Linked DNA regions of Sus scrofa: region 1 is linked to region 2. The links are chromatin contacts, called in public HiChIP or PLAC-seq maps. All regions are on one chromosome and are shown on one strand. The core of a region is the stretch at or near the end of the contact, and the rest is flanking DNA. Distances in the headings are between cores, read along the strand shown.

The links. HiChIP or PLAC-seq counts read pairs in DNA pulled down with a chosen protein or histone mark.
Region 1: an H3K27ac HiChIP or PLAC-seq map of alveolar macrophages shows a contact between it and region 2. The contact joins the enhancer-like site here to the promoter of ZMIZ1 in region 2. A contact is called at or near these places in 1 of 5 promoter capture datasets (liver), 9 of 47 Hi-C or Micro-C datasets (embryonic fibroblasts, heart right ventricle, liver and 2 more) and 2 of 2 datasets of contacts at active chromatin or transcription factors (alveolar macrophages and skeletal muscle).

What each region holds. Positions count from the first base shown.
Region 1 is chr14:81,447,303-81,450,002 of Sscrofa11.1, forward strand. All of the region lies in intron 1 of ZMIZ1 (zinc finger MIZ domain-containing protein 1), which reads left to right. Among named protein-coding and RNA genes, the nearest start is that of ZMIZ1, 40 kb to the left of the region's middle. Within about 2 kb of position 1,284, at least 23 of the 83 cell types and tissues checked have an H3K27ac peak or open chromatin away from gene starts, as enhancers often do. A contact at or near this core is called in alveolar macrophages, embryonic fibroblasts, liver and 1 more, where this site is marked.
Region 2 is chr14:81,407,674-81,410,403 of Sscrofa11.1, forward strand. ZMIZ1 (zinc finger MIZ domain-containing protein 1) reads left to right here and starts at 1,394. Exons shown (of 26, transcript XM_013983374.2): 1 at 1,394-2,730.

The sequences.
Region 1 (2,700 bases), core at 34-2,533, 40 kb after region 2:
TGGGGAAAGACATGCCCTCTCCCATAAGACATCTGGGCTGCTCTGGTCCAGATGGCCTCGGCTCTCAGTGACCAGTGGCTGTGGGGTGAAGCAGATGGCCAGTGGGGGGAGGGGGCGGGGCCACCCTCAGGCCTGAGCCAAAGAGAGGCCAAGTGGCCCACACAGGCCAGAGCCTGAGACCTTGGCACCAGCCACACGGAGCTCTCAACTGGAGAGTTAATGATTCATTTGTGGCCAATTTCTGCTGGCCTTTGCCTGGAAATTCCCAAGCCAGCCCCTTCTCTCGGCTCTGGGAGCTCCACGAGTACATTCTCATTTACACTTGGCCGAGGACTTCTCACCCACTCTCCAGGGAATGGTTTTTAAAATGACAGCAGTAGCAATGCAGGTTAGCCCTTAGGAGGAATTGCTTCTGGCCTGCAGGCTGGAGGCTGGGATGGCTGTTTGACTGCAATAAAGTTGGAGGCCCCTGTCTGACCCCCCCGGGCAAGTGCAAGTGGAAGGAACCCTCTTTGTGTCCATGGTGCCCTCCACTTAGTTCAGAGCACATGTGAACAGTATCCAGTCTGGGGTAAATGTAAAAAGTGTCGCAACAGTTACAAAGGGGGAAATAGAGCTTGACCCAGAGCAGGACTTGGTTGCACAGAGAGAGAGCAGTACCATACGCCAAGTCCCTGGGGCATGAAAGTACAGAGAAAGTTGAGTGATTGTGCTATGGCTGGAGTGCAGAGCCTGTGAGAGACTCCTGGAAGTTTGTACACAGCACACAGGTGAAGGGTTTTGTAGACTTGGGAGTTTGACAGTGGGAGGTGCTCACAGTGGGGAGTCAGGGCTGCTACCCAAGCAGGACAGGTGTGTTTGATTTGGGTTTGGGGGTCATTGGCTCATTCATGTCTGGATTCTGCTGGTCAGCAAACCTTCCTCGACAGCCCACTCTGTGCCAGCTCAGGCCCAGGCCCTCCACCTGTGTGGAGGTGGACTAGAGGGAGGAGATCTCACATAGAAATCCAGGTAGGGGCAACAGGAGCCCAGCAGAGCCGCGTGCCTTTGGCAGGAGTATGGGTTTGTGCAGAGGCCGGGGCCTGACTGATGACTTTTTCAGACTCTCCCAGCCCTGTTAGCCCAAGTCTTCGGGTCAGTGTGGCGGAGGTGTTGAGGTAGTCTTGAGGAACTGCATGTTCCTGGCAGACTGTGGACAGACAGCCTGGAGGTTACCCCTGTCGGTAAGATCACGTGGTCTTATCAAGTCCAAGTGTGTATGTCGCTCTGCACCTGAGCACAGAGGCCAAGGTTGATGACAGTTCTCAGGGCCCCCAGTCCTGGCTGGCTGCACATATAACCCGCCATCTCTCGCAGCCTCCTGCAGATTTAAGAATATTGTCCCCAAACCAGCCAAAAAAATAGAGCAGCCTGATCCTCCAGGTTGAGAATTCCCAGGCTTGGGGAGGGGGCTGCCTTTATGTCTTTTCGACTTTGCAAATTTAATTTCTTCTGATTATTTCTTGACAGTCCCAGGCGTTGGTGGTAAACAACCGCTCTCCCCAGAATGTTTCCCTGTGACAGCAGCTTTCTCTGGAGAGAGTGCTATCAACACTTGGCAGGGCCTCCTCCCAGCTCCCGGCTCCCGGCTCCCGGCTCCCAGCTCGGGCTCCTGAGAAAGGAGAGCTTCTGAAAGGTGTTCAAGAATGTGATGCTCTCCTGGTGTGCCGGGGGTGCAGGTTGAGGGTGGGCATGGGCTAGCCTCTTTGTTCCTCCCCGTGGCCAGCTGCCCAGCCTGGCCTGAGAGCCTTAAATGGCCCCTGGCTGTGGATGGTCCCCAAGTGGAGAGATGGGGTGGTATCGGGTGTCCGCTGGCTCCCGCAGCCCTGGTGCCCTGGTGCTTGGCACAGCTCAGCGACAGGAGGGAGCCCATCTCCTGAGGACAGCTCTGCCAGGCCTGTCTGTGCCCGGGAGACCAGCAGTGTCCCGCCCTGCAGCTTCTGTGGTCTGCGTCACGCGCTGGCTTAGGTGTCCTGAGTCAGAGCCAGGAAATGGATCTGCCAAGCGGGGGTGGAGATGCCACTGCCCCGGGCAGCTGGGGTGAACCCCAATCTGCCTGTCCATGCTGAGGGGGACCTGTCCTCGCGTATCCCTCCCCTGGCCTTTTGACCAGTGCATGGAGGAGAGGCTGAGATGACAGCAGGCTCCCTGCTCCAAAAACTGTTCCCCAGCCCCTGACCCCACAAGGCCAGTAACTACAGGGCCGTTGACAGGATGCAGCATTCAGATCGGGCACAACGAAGCTGCTGGGCCTCTGCCAGGGCTGTACCGATTTTCTGGAATGCCCTTCCTGGACTTCTGCTCTGGGAAGAATTTACCCAAGAGTGACTTCTTTGGCAAAGCCTTTCCTGGCAGCTCCTCCTCCAGCCGAAGCTGTCCCCTTTTCCTCTGAGCCACCCTCTGACAACCTCCTTTTCGGCTCCTATCACAGTGTCGTGTAATCACGTTTTCCTGCAAAGGGCTCGAACATTTGCCTGCCTGAGTGCTTTGAGACTTATTTATCAGTGCACCTCGCCTACCTGGTGTATACTGGACGCTCCATAAAAGCAGGCTGGATTTAATGAAGGAGGTTCCTGGAGGTGGGGTCAGAGTCTCCCTTTGTTAGTGACGTGGTAAAGATGGGGTGGGGGGTTACCAGCAGGGAGACTGACCTCCCCCACC
Region 2 (2,730 bases), core at 144-2,643:
TCGCTGCGATCCCTTCGGCGGCCGGGGGCCAAGGCCCAGGCGCCCCGCTAGTGTCGGGCTGCGCGGAGCCGGCTTAGTCTGCGCATGGGGGCCGGGGCTCTTGGGGTGTACGGGGCGTGAGTGCAGTTGTGCGCGCGCGGACCTGGTGCCCGCCTCCTGCCGGCGCGCCTACAGCCGTGGTTCCGTACACCCGGGGGCCGGGCAGGACCGGGATTCGGGAAGGAAGGAAGGGAGGGAGGGAAGGACGGGAGTAGGATCACCTCGGTCTCCCTCGTCTCCTTTGGGAAGACGCGAAGTTGAATGCCTGTGTGTAGGAGAACCGCCAGGGAAGGCGCCGGATTTCAGGGCGGCAAGGGATGATGGTGTTAAGTTGTGCATCTGAATTTCTAGGGAAAACACACACTTTTGTAAATGGGAGTGGGGGCGCGGTTAAGTTGTTTGTGTGCGAATTGCCGGGCGAGACGCGGCGCTCCGTACTATAGGGGAACGCCAAGGGGTGTGTGTAGGGGCTTCATGTAGGTCTCAGAAGCCCAAGGGGCACCAAGGCCGAAGCCTGGCTGGGGCTGCCCCGGCCAGGAGGGGAGCCCAGGGAGAAGATGTGCGTGTGTGTGTGTGTGCGTGCGCGCGCGTTGCAAATACGAAAGTAATTTCCCCGTGTTCTTTCTTCCTCTCCGTCTCCGCCGGCGGCGGCCCCGGGGGAGTGGGAGGCCGGCCGGGGCGGAGGTTGGGGGGCCGTGCCGGGGCTGGAGCTGGGGTGGTGGGCGGGCTCTGGAAGCTTGTTTCGCATTCCTGTCGTCTGGGCTGGGGAGAAAACAGTGGGGAGCGTGGCCTCGGCGTCTGGGGTGCGGGCAGCGGGTGCGCGTCGCCCCCTCGCTAGGGACATCTGTCCAGGAAGCCAGCCGGGCGAGGAGAGGGCGCGGTGCGGAGGGCAGGCTCCCCGCCCCGGAGCAGCAGGGGCGCGGGCGAGGGGCGGCCGCCTTCCCGGCCATTGTGCGCCAGCAGATTTTCACGGGAGACTGCCTCGGAGCCGCCGGAGAAGGCTGGGAGCCGGCCTCAGCCCCGGGTTTAAAAGACACTCCAGGAATGTAAACAACCCGAGCGGGAGGGTGGCGGGCGGGTGCGCGCTTGGGCAGCCGGCCCGGGCCCCCCACCCCTCCCCGGGGGACAGCCCCGTGGCAGGGCCGCCCAGCCCTAGCCCTCTACCTGCCGCAAACTTTTTCCTCCCTTGCCTTCTCTTCCCACCTCGCTCCTCTAGTGGGGCACAGAGCGAGGGCCTCTCCCTGGGCGGGGGCCGAGGGCGCCTGGCAGCCGGCGCCTGAGCCTGGAGGCCTGGCGGTCCGGCCCCGGCTTGGTGTCCGGAGTCCCGACTGCGCCTGCCTGGGAGCCACAAGCTTCCTGGGCAGGCAGCGCCGGAGTACCTGGGTCTCCAAGAGGCTGCCCGCCTGCCTCCCTCCCGCCTCCCTCCCGCTGCTCCTTCCCCCCGCTCTTCCCCGTCTCCTCCCCCCTGACTGATTTTCCAATGCCCTGACATGAGGGAGGAAGATTTAACTTGGCAGCCCAAACAAATGTTCTCTCAGAGGTCCTCCAAGAAGCTGGCGGCTGGGCTGGCAGAGTGAGGGCACTGCTCGGCCAGCCTTTTCTTCCTCTCAGCTCTGCCATGGCCATTTGTGAGCCCCCTGGGTGGACAGCCCAGGGCATGGGAGAGCAGGGCCCAACCTCACAGATTTAAGAGGGCAGGGGGAAGCTGCCTCTGAAAGCCCCTGGCTTGGCGCTTGGCAGGAGCTGCCTGGAGCTGCTTCCTGGTGCCAAGGGTTTTCTGGAGGATTTTCTTGAGCAACAGTTTGTCTCCCTGGTGCAACTCGGGCAACAGAGCCTGGTAGACCAGAGGGATAACCGGTGCTGTCTCCTCCTCTCTTGTGGGTATGAGGACAGGCTGGTTACACAGGGCAGGGCAGGAGGCCAGAGGCTGTTCCCAGAGGTACCTGGGTTTGCTTATTATTGTTTCTTGAAGGTAGAGATAAAGAGGCAGGCACTGTAGCTGGAGAATGGGCAGCTTGGTGGGTGTTGGTGGGTGATGAATTCTGACTGGTCTTCGCTGGCATTTGTGTTATGGTCCTGGGAGTTTGAAAGTTGCTTTTAGGCTCTCCGGGAAGTTTAAAAGGGGAGCAAGCCCTTAATTTTCTCTCTCCTTGCTGCTTTTCGAGGGGATCCAGAGTAGGGGGGAATTCCTGGCTTCCCACTTGCCTGCTGCCTGGCCCTCGTGCTGCGGTTGGTGAATGCCCCAAGCCTTGTGCTGACCTCTGTCTTCAGGTTGAAGATGTTGAAGCACCAGCATCAAACAAAAGACACATTGAAAGCCGAATCTGCCACAGAGCACGTGTGACTTTGAGGCCAAGGGAATGCGTTTGGAGGGAGATGGTGTTTTCTTCTGAGTTTTATGTTTTCGGTTGGATTTTGTTTTTCCCAAAAGGCCAGAAGCATCTCCTTGTCCCAAGTCATGAGGTTATGCAATGCTGTTTTCACACATAAATCTCAAAACTTTAGACTTCTGAGTTGGTGGCAGTGACGGGGTGGGGGAAGGAGTGGTAGGGAGTTTTCAAGAGTTTTAAATGGTTTTTGGATTGGTGTTTTGAGGCATTCAGGGTATGGCTCACGAAGAAGAGTTGTGAATAAGAAATTGCTGCACTTATGGGGAAGCTTTGATAACTAGTCCTGTCTATGCAAAAAAGG